3 separate regions of the Zea mays genome follow, and all the other regions are linked to region 3. Evidence: chromatin contacts called from public Hi-C data. All regions are on one chromosome and are shown on one strand. The core of a region is the stretch at or near the end of the contact, and the rest is flanking DNA. Distances in the headings are between cores, read along the strand shown.

Evidence for each region. Hi-C and Micro-C count contacts between places; a contact is called where the count stands out from the background.
Region 1: a contact with region 3 is called in a Hi-C map of ear, with 2.1 times the contacts expected there. The contact joins the promoter of LOC103638717 here to the promoter of LOC103638720 in region 3. A contact is called at or near these places in 3 of 25 Hi-C or Micro-C datasets (bundle sheath, ear and leaf mesophyll).
Region 2: a Hi-C map of leaf shows a contact between it and region 3, with 6 times the contacts expected there. The contact joins the enhancer-like site here to the promoter of LOC103638720 in region 3. A contact is called at or near these places in 9 of 25 Hi-C or Micro-C datasets (bundle sheath, ear, endosperm and 3 more).

What each region holds. Positions count from the first base shown.
Region 1 is chr9:98,187,253-98,191,697 of Zm-B73-REFERENCE-NAM-5.0, reverse strand. LOC103638717 (homeobox protein knotted-1-like 11) reads right to left here and starts at 2,928. Exons shown (of 6, transcript XM_008661553.4): 1 at 2,389-2,928; 2 at 1,729-1,849. The coding sequence starts at 2,718.
Region 2 is chr9:98,377,001-98,381,416 of Zm-B73-REFERENCE-NAM-5.0, reverse strand. No RefSeq gene overlaps it. Among protein-coding and RNA genes, the nearest start is that of LOC100274790, 97 kb to the left of the region's middle. Within about 2 kb of position 2,311, at least 19 of the 20 cell types and tissues checked have an H3K27ac peak or open chromatin away from gene starts, as enhancers often do. A contact at or near this core is called in bundle sheath, ear, endosperm and 3 more, where this site is marked.
Region 3 is chr9:98,684,024-98,688,513 of Zm-B73-REFERENCE-NAM-5.0, reverse strand. It overlaps LOC103638720 (transcription initiation factor TFIID subunit 1), which reads right to left and starts at 2,878. Exons shown (of 21, transcript XM_008661557.2): 1 at 1,798-2,878; 2 at 952-1,064; 3 at 278-340; 4 at 153-195. The coding sequence starts at 1,849. It overlaps LOC103638719 (calcium-transporting ATPase 5, plasma membrane-type), which reads left to right and starts at 4,137. Exons shown (of 3, transcript XM_020544092.2): 1 at 4,137-4,263; 2 at 4,370-4,415. The coding sequence starts at 4,184.

The sequences.
Region 1 (4,445 bases), core at 1,679-4,178, 500 kb after region 3:
AACTGGTTTTGGCCGACATCACGCTGGACTTCATCGAGGGATTGCCAAAGGTGGGTGGCAAGTCTATCATCCTCACGGTGGTGGACCGCTTCTCCAAGTACGGCCACTTCAACCCCTTAGTCACCCCTACTCGGCGGAAGGAGTCGCCAAGGTCTTCTTTGGGGAGATAGTTCGCCTACACGGAATTTGCGATCGCTGGTCTCCGATCGCGACCTGGTGTTCACATCCGCGTTCTGGAAGGAGCTCCTCACCCTATCCGGCGCCAAGCTCCACATGACCATCGCCTTCCACCCCCAAGCAAACGGCCAGGCCAAGGCCACCAACAAGGTGATCTCCATGTACCTACGCTGTTTCACACGGATCGGCCGCGCTAATGGTTGCGGTGGCTTCCCTGAGCGGAGTACACCTACAACACCGCCTTCCAGACATCCCTAAAGGATACGCCATTCAAATTGGTCTATGGTCGTGATCCACCAACGATCAGGTCATACGAGCAAGGAGAAACGCGTGCCGAAGCGGTGGCCAAGACAATGACTGAACGCGATGAGATGCTTAAGGACGCGCGCTATAGATTGGAGCGGGCCCAGGCATCCTACAAGGCACACTACAATCGCCGCCATCGGCAACTGTCCTACAAGGTGGGCGATTGGGTCTGGTTGCGGGTTCGGCACCGTACCCCCCTATCCCTACCGCAGGCAACCACCGGCAAGCTGAGTCCACGCTTCTATGACCGTATCAGGTGATGGAAGACATCAACAAAGTAGTTGTCAGCGTTCGTCTTCCACTGGGAGCCCACATACACGATGTCTTCCATGTTGGCCACCTCAAGCTCTTTCGAGGCCAGCCACCAGAGTCTACACCACCCCTGTCGCCTATGCATCACGGCGCAACTATTCTAATTCCAGCAGCGGCAGTCAAGGCACAGTTGGCCAGAGGCGTGCGCCAAGTCCTCATTTGGTGGCAAGACCAACCACCATCATCTGCTACTTGGGAAGACATCGACACATTCATCGAGCACTACCCCAGGTTCCAGCTCGAGGACGAGCTGTTCGTCGAGGGGGGGGGGGGGAAGATGTCATGTGGGGTCAGACGTTTGCACGATGCCGGCTAGACCAGCGCTAAAATAGAGGGCGCAGTCAAGATGTAATCGGCCAAGTACTCTCTTATTTTTCAATTTTCATAGAGCCATTACAGTGTACTATATTAAGTTATTAACTGTTCTGAGGGGCCTGCAGCAGAGTCTAGAGACATGATAGGGGAAACTTTGACTGGGAGAACACTGTTAAAATTATCTCACAAAGGTAGCACCAGTTGCATGGTCTGCAACATGAGGTTCATGGATGAGATAATGATTCAAAAATGGGTTCGATAGCGTGAAGTTGTAAGGTTTGATTCTAATGCAAGAAAAAAAGTACTAACAATGTTAGTTAATGTTAGTTAGTTTGTAGTTTCCATATACCTGATAAGACCAACAAGAGAATGGCTATTTGGTCAATTTCCAAAGGAAGGAAACATTTGGGGAATGGTCAATACGTTATTTGTGGCGAGAAATTTCAATAAGATGGTCTGCCTAGGTTGCACTGAAACCTGCTGTGACCACCATACGAACAAAACATGAAACATAGCAAATATTAAGTAGGGAGTTGTACTTGTACATCAAGCAGACTCCAAAAAGGGGCAGCTAAAGCATTTTCCTCTAAAAATATTAAAGTAGAAAGCTTCAGCTACCTGTAAGGCTTTGTAAAGTTTGTTCGAGCTCCCAACAAGCCATGACTGCTTCCATTGCATGAACACGCACATGCTGCTGGAGTTGTTCCTTGAATGAACAGAGGAGCAACACATAATGTGTCTGGACGAAAAACGAGACAGGTTAGAATTTAGAACCATTCGAAAGAGGGAAAAAACAGAGAATGATAACAACCTGCTCTTGCCACAAAATGATTAATTATCATTTCAAAAAGAAAAGAGAGGTACAGCTAAACGTAAAAAGAAAGTTGCAAAAACGGCTTCACTATCGATAACCTTGGCAAACAGAGAAGCAACGCAATTAAGAACGAAAAGCATGTAATAAGGGATAGCATCAAAAGTTCATGAGTCGATTCTGCACTTAAATTTGCGGCTCCTTTGCTATGCATGCATAATTAACTCGGTTTATTCGGAAATCCATTTTGAATTAACTAGCCAACATCACCCCCAAAATCTTCCACATGCGTACTACAGAATACTTAGCATGCCGGATGAACCATCCAGCCATACAAATATCCAATTGAACACCCAAAACTCAATCAGAAAATCCGCATGGAGAAGAGAGAACCACTGGGCAACCTTATTAGCTTCATCATAGCAAGACCATAATAGGAAGAGAGACGAGAAAGTATGGGTACTTACCATGAAGAGGTCGAGCTCCTCGCCTCCCGAGTGTGCTCCGCCCGCCGCAGCAGCCGCAGCCGCGGCCTCCATGGGCGGGGGCCTCGCCGCTATCTGCGCGTCGATGCGCGGGAGCTGGTCGACGGGGGTGGCGACGCGGAGGCAGGCGACGTGCGCCTCGAGAAGACGCTCGTACAGCGGGTGCGCCGCGATGGCCGCCTTCTCCCTCTCCCAGCCGGGCCCCCCGGCCATGCCACCTCCGGAGACAAAGCTAGGGTTCGCGGCCGCCCCAACCGCGGCGGCCGCCGCGGGGTCCATCGCCAGCGCGTGGTCGTGGTAGTTGAACGCCATCGGACCGGCAGGCCGCCGCCCAATTAGAGAGAGGTAGCGGCGGGCAAAGGCTGGGGGCCGCGGCGCGAGAAGATGAGGAGCAGCGGGAGCGGGAGCAGGAGAAGGACCACGCGAGAGGGGATGGGAGTCAAGTGGCGGAGGCTTTGAAGACGCGACGGCGAGAGGCGTGTAGTGGTAGTGGGGACTGGGGAAGGGAGGGGACCGCGCTTTGGGGGTAGAGGACGGATAGCGCCCTCCCTTTAATTTCTCGTGCACGTGACTCAATTCCGAAGAGTGAATTGCACAGCAAACATGCTTGGATTTGGATGAGATGAGAACACAAATGTTGTCGGAAACTACTGTATCAGAAATTCGTCACTAACACATGAGTAAATGATAGTTATCACGGTATAGTTTAAAAATAAACTAGCGAACGACAAATATTCAAGAATAGAGATCATGATTTTATATATATCGTACTACCTTTTCCGTTTATATATTAGTTTATAAATATATGTCATCGTTAACTTATTTTTCAAAACTTTAACCATCATCTCATTAAAAATCGTAAGTTCACTTAAGGTTATTTAAGCGTTATTTAAAATTTTATATTTTTAAATAAATATTTGAATAAGATGAGTGATCAAAGTTTTGAAAAATATCAACGATGTCATATATTTATGAATGAATGGAGTATTTCACTAACATTCTGTTGAGCATCATTTATGGTACCTAGGGACGGCCGAACAGTTTAACCATGTGGACGGTCTGCGGTTTTAGTTCGCACGGTCCGCGGTTAGATTAGATCTCGGACGAGAGTCCCTCTCCCGCGTGTACTTATCCACTAACCTCGTAGGAACATGTTGGAAAGCGTTTATGAACGGGTCCAAACCTCCCCTATAAATATAAAGGGTACTGCCGTTTAAATGCACCTAAAATTGATCCAATCAATCTATTTATGAAATCCTTTACTTTCTTGACTTAGGAGTAGCAGTAGTTTAGCCCTAGTATTAGTCTTTCTCGACTTATTACTTTATCTCTAGTCAACTCTACGTCGTCTGGGGACGTCTCAGCTGTCCTGTCGACTCCGGAGCACCCTCTGTAACTCTACTCCCCGACTGGTACCTCCCGCGAGGCGAGATATAGGGTTCTTCACGGAGAAGAAGACACTATGCCATGTCACGGGCCGTCTGACCCTATGTGCGGACCGTTCGGTGTTGCGTGGAGAGGAGCTGCTCCTGCAGCGAGGTCGTAGACTGTCCACGCTCCCGTAGGGAGCACCGTCAGGAGGTTCACCCCTAGTGTTTGGCCTCGAGTTGGAGCCAACACAACCCTTTGGATGGATGGAAATGAAACTTTTATCATAATTAAATTCAAAGAAATGAATAATTTTAAAAATTGAATCAACCAGAGAGTGATTTAATTCTATTATTTGTGTTTGGTTGTACAAGCAGTTTAATTCCTAGAATGAAATTCTAAATATTGTTTGAATACTTTGCATATAAAATTCAATACAATAAAACAAGCAAAGATCTCTAAGATTTGCATCTTTTTCAAAAAAAATGAGTGTGAACAATTTAGAACTATCAAAAACTTTGCCAACAAATGGAATCCACCTATTAAGTGCTCATAACAGTGCTAAAATGGGTGAAAATAAATTATACATGATCAAACAACACCTATTAGGTTCACACATAATAGTTCCACAAAGGCATGTCACACATAACAGTTCTACAAAGACATCAACT
Region 2 (4,416 bases), core at 1,062-3,561, 310 kb after region 3:
CATGAGTGTTGGCTGCCACCTACCGTGTTGAAGACGGAATCCTGTGCTCGCGCGTAGTTTCAGCCCTGCCTCTGAACCCCCGCTCGCTTCAACTTCAACGGGTGGGCCGTGTTCATACAAACATGGGCCGTGTACGTGCGTGGTCGTTTCAAGTTGAGGCTGATCGCTGACGGGCCAAACGCTGACGGGCATTTTCAATAGCATGCAAGCAGGGCCGAAAATGTCGTTTGTCCAGAGACGACAGAGGGATGGTCTCACCCAAAGCCCAGCTGATGAACGGAAGACGCGTAGCCCTGTAGCTGTAGGCACCGCAAGAAGGAAGGAGGAAGACGACGAATTCTCATCAGTCATCAGGAGTTCAGAAAACGCGTGGCCTGTAGCCCTGTAGGCACCGCACCGGCACGAAGGAAGGGCCAAGCAGGAAAGAGCTTCTCTCTCATCAGGAATCCAGAATCAGAACACAGATCACACACGGTAGCTGAGGCAGCCCTAAAACTAGCCAAAAGCAGTAGAAGTAACTATGATTGCAGAAGATGGCGGTGCCAGCAGGCTTGCAGTATACATCTGTGGGCAGCTGCCCAACCTAATTAATCGGACGCGGGATAAAGAGGGGGCAGGCTGCATGCACCGGTACGTGCAGTGTATAATTTTGTTGCTGTCCTGCCCACGTCGAGACTCGAGACCCGCTTCCCGGATTTGTCCTTGCTGTACGTACGTGTGTCTATATATATATATATATATATATATATATATATATATATATATATATATATATATATATATATATATATATATATATATATATATATATATATATATATATATATATATTGCTTGCAGCTATAATATCTCACCAGGCGCGCGTCCTCAGATCGATCTCATGATCCATGGCCATGCAAATACTTGCACTGCTGCTACTATTTCGAGAGTACGTACGGTACTTTACTAATACTTTACTCGATCTACCTGGCAAAAGCCGTCAGAGAGCTAAGATACCCTAAGCAATTGTATATAATCACTAGTACCTCCTTAAAGCCAAGCAAGTTGAAGCCAAAACCCTCCTGTGATGATTCGCTGCTCCCTAACCATCTAGTACTAACAACAGTACTAGGTAGTGGCAACTGGACTTTATCAACACGTACACACTAGCTAGTTTGCGTTGGTTGGTCCTATACGCGGCCAGTGGCAACAACTGCCTACTGGCACAACGAGATCACTAACAGAAATATTCAGATACTTGACGGGTTCATTGGCGACCTTATAAAAAAAAATTACTGCAGAATGTTGTAATCTGGGACAGTTCATTCATTTCTAGGGTGACCCATCGTCACAAATCATTTTAGCACCTCTGGTAAATCTACGATGGATGAATTGTCATAGTTGGACGTCATCACCCATCATTTCGGCACCTATATGATAGCTACAACTTACCGATTGGTGATATCGGTAGATTTCGGAAAATATAGTGTAAAATATTGTTTAAACACCGTTTACAATATTATGGTTAATTGGTTACCAGCACATAACAATGTTGATACCAACTAACCTTTGGACCCGGACTTCGTCCCCGGATAAACAGGCGGCAAAGAAACTCTTTACCGAGTGTAAAAAAACACTCGCCAAATAAAAACCCTTTGTCGAGTGTTTTTTTTACCGAGTGTTTTTTTGTTTGGCACTCAGCAAAAAAGTTCTTTGCCGAGTGTCAAAAAAATACTCGGTAAATCATTTAATACTTGATAAAGAGTTGGACTCTAGTAGTGACCTTAGTTTGTTTTTTCCGAATGCCATCTGCACACATGCGGATGGAATGTGGCAAAAGGAAGAAAGGAAAGGAAAGGAAAAACCTAATGTGGTGTATCCAGTAGGATGGAAGCTAGCAAAGCTTCACAGTCACAGCAGCGCCAGCGCTAGTTTAACTAGCAGTAGTAGCCGGTCAAACACGGAGGGATTAGCAGCAAGAGCGAGGCTAACGCGCTGCCGGCCGGTGCCAGGGCACGCTGAGCGGGATGCCGACATGGGACGGGAGGATTAAACAAAGGGGCACGGGCACGGGCGCGCGGCGCGAGAGCGCGGTGAGGCTAGAGAGGAGGCGGCGGCCGCAAGTTTGAGGCGGCCAGGCGAGAGGCCGGCATCGGCAGGCGGCAGCAGGGCCGCAAGAGCCTGTGAGTGAAAGAAAAAAAAAAGGACGCCGCGGGCGCTGCGGCTGCAAGGCAAGCCTGCCATCTGGGTGGCCGCCGAGCTGGATTCCAGGGCGAGAGCGGAGAGCGGAGAGCGGACACATGGCCCGCGTCACGCACCCATGTGGGGCCGGCCGGCCGGCCCCTCTCACCCAAAACTAGGCGCCATCCCCGTCAGATTCAGATGCTATACTGATGGTACTACTACTCCATCAGGTTTTTATTTCAAGTATACGACTTCTGGGTCAGTATCATTTCTTAATGCTAATCTTGTGCTAAAGCGATTCGCCAGACAAAATCCCGCGGTAATGTTGTGGGCTCCACGAGCAGCACTCTCCAAAAAAAAAAAAGAAGCCTGGAGCCAGATCTGTTTGTGACCATGAGCCTCCCAGACCCGCTTTGACTTGACCCGTTTTGAGAGTGGAGTGGTCGAGTGGAGGCCGATGGCGTTTCATGTGCAGGCGAACTTTTCAGGTTACTGCGGCTTGGAAAAATGGCGAGAGGGCGAAAGGTACAAGGAATCTTAGGCGAACAGTCCTGGTGGTGACAAAACACAGGCGGTAGCGCGACGAAATAACAAGACAACAAATAACGCAAGAACAACCGTGCCGCTGGCAGTTATAACACGTACCGTAAGTCCGTAACAATACAGTACATGCATCATCAAAATTCCAGTAATCGATGATAAAAAAAAGAACATGTGTCTGGGATACCATCCGGGGTCTATGAACCCAGCGGTCAGTGAGCACACTAGGAGGAAGGTCTATTGCAACTGGGGTCCGCTGGTCAGTTGGAGAAGATAGGTAACGTCTACCCAGAAGAATCCGCCCCCCGACGAACCCCGCGACACCGAGCCCAGGGTAAGACGTGGCGGAACCGGACAGCAGGGCCGGGCGTGCCAAAGGGAAACCACTCGAGTAGATCCCGCGCATGGCCCGAGACCGACTCGTCATAAATGACCGGTCGCATTAAGTGCACCTAGCGTCGAGCCATAGCGGGGTCGTCGGTCCACCTCCCACTCACAACCTACGAACCCCTCGCCCCTCGGCCCGAGAGCACTGATGGCATACGAGCCCCTCGGACTGCGACACATTTATGGCCCGCGCGTCCCTCAGCTAGCGACACACTCATAACCTATCGGGACTAGCCCTGAATGCGCAGGGCGCAACACGACGAGCCCAGGCTACGAAGGCCAGGGGTCGGTGTAGCTAGAATGATGGCGCTCAGGACCCACGCCATCCGCGTCGTCCGCAGAAAGAATACGAGACAACCAGACGATCGCAAGCACGTGTGGCTTTACCCCGTGGTAGAACGCCCAGTTTTACCATGAACCGATGGCTCTTTCCTGAGGAAGCCACCACAGGACGACCCCCTCCTTAGCCTATAAAAGGAGGAGGCTGCCCCCCGGACACGGGAGGTTCTTTTCCCTCCAGAGTGCTCTCGGACACAATGACGGATCCCAAACGTGACGATGCCCAGAAGACTGACGAACAGGAGGACCTGGAGACCAGAGCCCCACCGTCAAACCAAGACTTAGCTAGGACTCCATCTTATAACCACCTCCACCATGAATAAGTCCTGGTGGTGACAAAACACAGGCGATAGCGACGAAATAACAAGACAACAAATAACACAAGAACAACCGTGTCGTTGGCAGTTATATCACGTACCGTAAGTCTGTAACAATACAATACATGCATCATCAAAATTCCAGTAATCGATGATTAAAAAAGAACATGTGTCGGGGATACCATCCCGGGTCTCTGAACCCAGCGGTCAGTGAGTACACTAGGAGGAAGGTCTCTTGCAACTGGGGTACGCTGATCCGTCGGAGGAGACAGATAACGTCTACCCCAGAAGAATCCGCCCTCCGGATAAACCCTGCGACACCGAGCCTAGGGTCAGGCGTGGCGGAACCGGATAGGGGAACCGGGTATGCCATACCACTCGAGTGGATCCCGCGTCTGGCCCAAGACTGACCCATCATAAATGACCGACCGCATTAATCGCCCCTAGCGCCGAGGCACAACAGGGGTGCCGGTCCACCTCTCACTCATGACCTACGAATTCCTCAGGCTATAGAGCACTCATGGCATGTGAGCCCCTCGGACTGCGACGCATTTATGGCCCGTGCGTCCCTCAGCTAACAACACACTCATAACATATCGGGACTAGGCCTGAATCCACAGACCGTCGGCAGGGCACAACACGACGAGCCACACCAAGCCCCAGATTACGT
Region 3 (4,490 bases), core at 1,629-4,128:
CATAACAACAAAAAGATGTGTTATCAATTATGTGCATAGTTTGACACGAAAAAGAAGAATAAGGTCTTCCTAAGCAATGGCAAAGTTGGCTTGATGAATAACTCTCAAAACTGTAGGTGCAGCTTATATGGAAACAGTAATATGTCACTAACCTTGTTCGGAAGGATCAGTTGGTGCTGGAGAAGACTTCATTAGCTAATTAGCAAACAACATAGTATTAACTTGTTTGGTAATGAAATAGATAAGTAAGATTAACTATACGCATAAGATAACTTACGTCAATGTCTTTGAGAGATGGACCAAGCTTATCTGCCAGTGCAAAAAGGTGTTCCTTTGCATCCTGAGTTAAGCAAAATAAAAGTATAAATAAATGCAACATCCAAATTGCATTATAAACATAACTAAACAATAAACAATGACTTTGTTTCCTGCAGACAATGGAAAAACAATAAAACCAAAGTACCCTAAGGTTTAGCAACTAACCTTTATTCTGGCTAAAATTTAGTGAGTTCTACTAACTATTATTCAAAAAACATCCAAATTACGAGAAAATTACAATGCATGGACTGAGAAATTTGGTTTCGTCGCATTGAATTTCCCTATCTCATCATTTCCAGAACTCAAATTAAATTAATTTAATCAGAGGAATATGGTTCTTATAGTGATGATGGTTCCTATAAAGCAACCGAGCACCCTAAAACACAAGTCTAAGGATCAAAATGTTAAGAAAAAGAGAACCAACAAAGAAGTTAAATCTGTATAAAATCATGACCAATTGAGAATGCACTAAGATCAAAAACAGATACAGATATCAGACATCCACACAATTGAAAAGGTGAAACGAATAAAATGAATGTCATCTCCTAGAGACAGACACATGAAATAAAATAATAAAAACAACAAAAAACAGGACATTTGCATGTCAACAAAAACAGATAAAGAAGTGTCTACCTCATCAAGATAGTCAGCATCTAAATCACCAGAATCATCTACATTGCCGAACATAAACCCCAATAAGTGATTTCCTCCACCAGGCTCCTCATAATCCTCGTCGTCATCGTCATCTGTAAGGATGACAACAGTAATAACTAATAAGTAAGATGGGGTTATTCAAACAAACTCATTGCTAGTTTCAATCAATCAATTGCACTTAGCTTCAAATGAGTCCAGTTTTGGAGTGACCTCAGGAAATTGTTAAGATAACTAAGAATCTGAGGGTTAATGATGACATAATGCATTCCCAAACAGAGGGTTACATGTTTTCAGTATTATTAAAATGCAGCATCGGAGAATCGCAATGCTAGTTTCAACCAACATTTCATCAAATTAATTTCAACACGTCACATAAAATACAGAAGACCATCATGGAACCATTAACCCTGCAGAGGATCATCTTCATACTCAAAACCATTTTGCAGTTTTATGGTTCTCAAAGCCTGACTCTAAAGGTTGCAACTTCACAATTACAAGCCCATAGCAGATCAGCATGCTAACCACCTCATCTTACATGGGTGCTACCTGTAGCTCCAGCAACTAAAATTTTCCACACATAAAAAAAGAACATTTAATCCTATATAGCACCAAACAGCATGCCATCGGCTTATCAAATCCCATTTGTAAACAGGCACCACAGATCCGTGCACAAAGCCCAGCAAATACACTAGCTAACATAGCACACCCAACACATCAGAGCCCAGCTATTTGACAACCCTAATCGGCCCGACATCGGCACTTGCACCAACACCAAACCAAAAGCATAACTGGTTGTGATGAAGTCCTGGGCATCGTCAAGCTCACCTACGGCACTATTGGTTGGGTTCTCCTCTTCATGGAGCTCGCTGTCGTCCATGGCTGCAGATGTCGCTGTCCCCTACCGCCTCCACAGGCCGCGACGACACCAGTAGCTACAAACCCTAGGCCGTCGCACCCTCAGGCTCCTAATTGGCGTCTTCCCTCGCAAAATCTAGAAACGCAGGGCCAGATTGGATGGAGTGAATAAAAATCTCAAGGTGTAGCGTAAATGGCGAGGCCAAGCCAGAGGCGGGGGAGACCGGGCGACTTCTGCCAGGTCTCCGCAGGATTTTTTGTCACGTAGGCAGTAGCGGAGGACGATTTTTTTTGGTATGGCTCCTTCTGCGACCTCAGTCTCGCCGGCAACGCCTCCTCCGACCTGAGCGCCGCGCCGTTCAAGATCAGCACCAGGAACCGGAAGCTGTTCCTCCTCAGCCCAGTGGGGCACGACCACTGCGGGGGCAGAGACCAGAAGCCGGGGGCGACTGGAGACCGGAGGCCGGGGGCCGGATGCGGAGATGGCCAGGTGGGCTGAGGGCAGAGGCCGCCCACGGCGGGCGGAGGCCGGAAGCCGGTGGGCGGTGGGCGGGCGGGTGGAGGCTGGAGCCGGACCGCGGTCCGCGGGTCGCGACGGAGGAGGACGGCGGGCGGGTGGAGGCTGGAGCCGGACCGCGGTCCGTGGGTCGACGGCAGAGGTCTGTGACCGCGGCGGCGGGTGACGGGGCGGAGGCTGCCTGGGTTGAAGTCGTGGAGAAAGGGCGAGGCGCTTGGGCCAGATGGATAATGGGCCCTCCGCCCCTGCACGTAGAGAACTGCGTCAACGGACTGATTGATCTTCAAGCGCAAGATCAGCGGGGTAGCGCGGAGCCCTGCTTCGTTTCTGGCGACGACGAGAAGCGGCGCGGCGGTGGCGGTGGCGGTGGCGGTGGCGGACGAGCGGAGAGGAGGGTCGTGGGGGCTAGATGGAGAGCAAAGCGGAGGGCAGGGAGGGGCTGGGGCGCCGACTGCGGCGCCGGCGCGTGCCGGGCGCCGAGAGGCGGGCCAGGCCGGGCCGAAAAGAATTTGCGGCCCATAACGGAGAACGAGCACGAGCAATCGGGTCGACTATCCCAGTAAAATAAGGCGCGGTAGCCCATAAACGTATAAAAGAAATCTCTACAACTATTAAGAGCCTAATGTAGACTGCCCCCGCCTCCCCCACGCCCGCCCTCCGCAATCCCCAACCGCCCTCCGCAATCCCCTACCGCCCGCCGTGATCCCCGCCGCCGCGGCAGCCGCCCTCCGCAACCTCTGCCTAGATAAGGATAGGGGCCCCCCGCCTCCCCCACGCCCGCCCGCCGCAATCCCCAACCGCCCTCCGCAATCCCCTACCGCCCGCCGTGATCCCCGCCGCCGCGGCAGCCGCCCTCCGCAACCTCTACCTAGATAAGGATAGGGGGCGCCCTCCTCCCTCGATCATCCGCACTTGTGTAGCCATCGCGCCATCTACACCGGCCACCGCCACACGGAGGTTCGCCTCTGGCCTTGCGGCTTACGACCTCGAGGTGACCGAGCCCGCGGGCTCCATGACGACAACGGTGACGCCGGAGGCAAAGATGGCGGCGCAGCAGCAGGCCCCCGCGTCGCGCTCCTCCTCCCGACCTCGCCGTCGAGTCCCTATTCCCGCCGGACCTCGATATCTTCGCAGGCCGCTGGACCCCGCCGGGGCGGGTGACCGATGCAGTGCGCTCTCGATCCGTGCAGAGCGCAGGTGGTTGGAGAGGTCCCCTCGCCGCTGCGAGCGCCTCCAGGAGCAAGGCGCCGACGGAGGAGGCCGCGTCCGGAGCTGGGCCCATGTACGTGAAGGTGAGCTTGTAGGTAGCGCTTACTGCATAGAATTGGATTGGATTGTATTTTGCTCTCCTATACTAGCAGACGCAGCCAGAGCTAGCATGAACAGGGACCGGGACAGTTGGACAGGGTCAGAGGAGAGGAGAGGAGATGAGCCGATCCTTTGCTACCTTTTCTCCCTTTTCCATGAATCTCCATCTTCCTCCTACCTGGTCTAGGTTGTTTGGTTCGTTTCAGAGGAGGGCTGGGACCCGGACCGCTTACTTCCCCTCCTCCTCTGATGATGATCCATTAATGCCACAGCTCATGTGTGGTGTGGCTGTGACTTGTGATGAGTGAGCGTGCCCCTTCTTCCTCCTCCAGCCTCCAGCTCCAGGTGCGGTGTGAGGTCCCGCTCCTGCTCCTGTCCTACCAGCGTACTACTCCAGTAGTACAGTGGAGTAGCCGAGTGCATTTAATAGCTGGACACAACATTTTACCTGAGACACATGTATTTCCAGGCTGTTTCTCATCAGTATCATATACTTCTTTCACTTTTCAGCTTCTGTGGGTGAACCTCATAATGGACACACTTGGAGCTCTTGCATTAGCAACCGAGCCTCCAACAGACAACCTTATGAAGAGAAATCCTGTTGGTCGAAGGCATGTCAAATGATCCAAAATTTCTTGTTGACAACATTGTGTCCAATACCTATATACTATGCTTTTTGAATTTGGAAACATTTTTACCCATACTTTTCTACTGCAGGGAACCTCTTGTTACAAATATCATGTGGAGAAACTTGTTTGTTCAGGTTAGTATTCCTTCATTATACAATTGGATTCTGTTAAAAACTCTTTGTTGTTCTGATATGTTTGGAATTTTACAC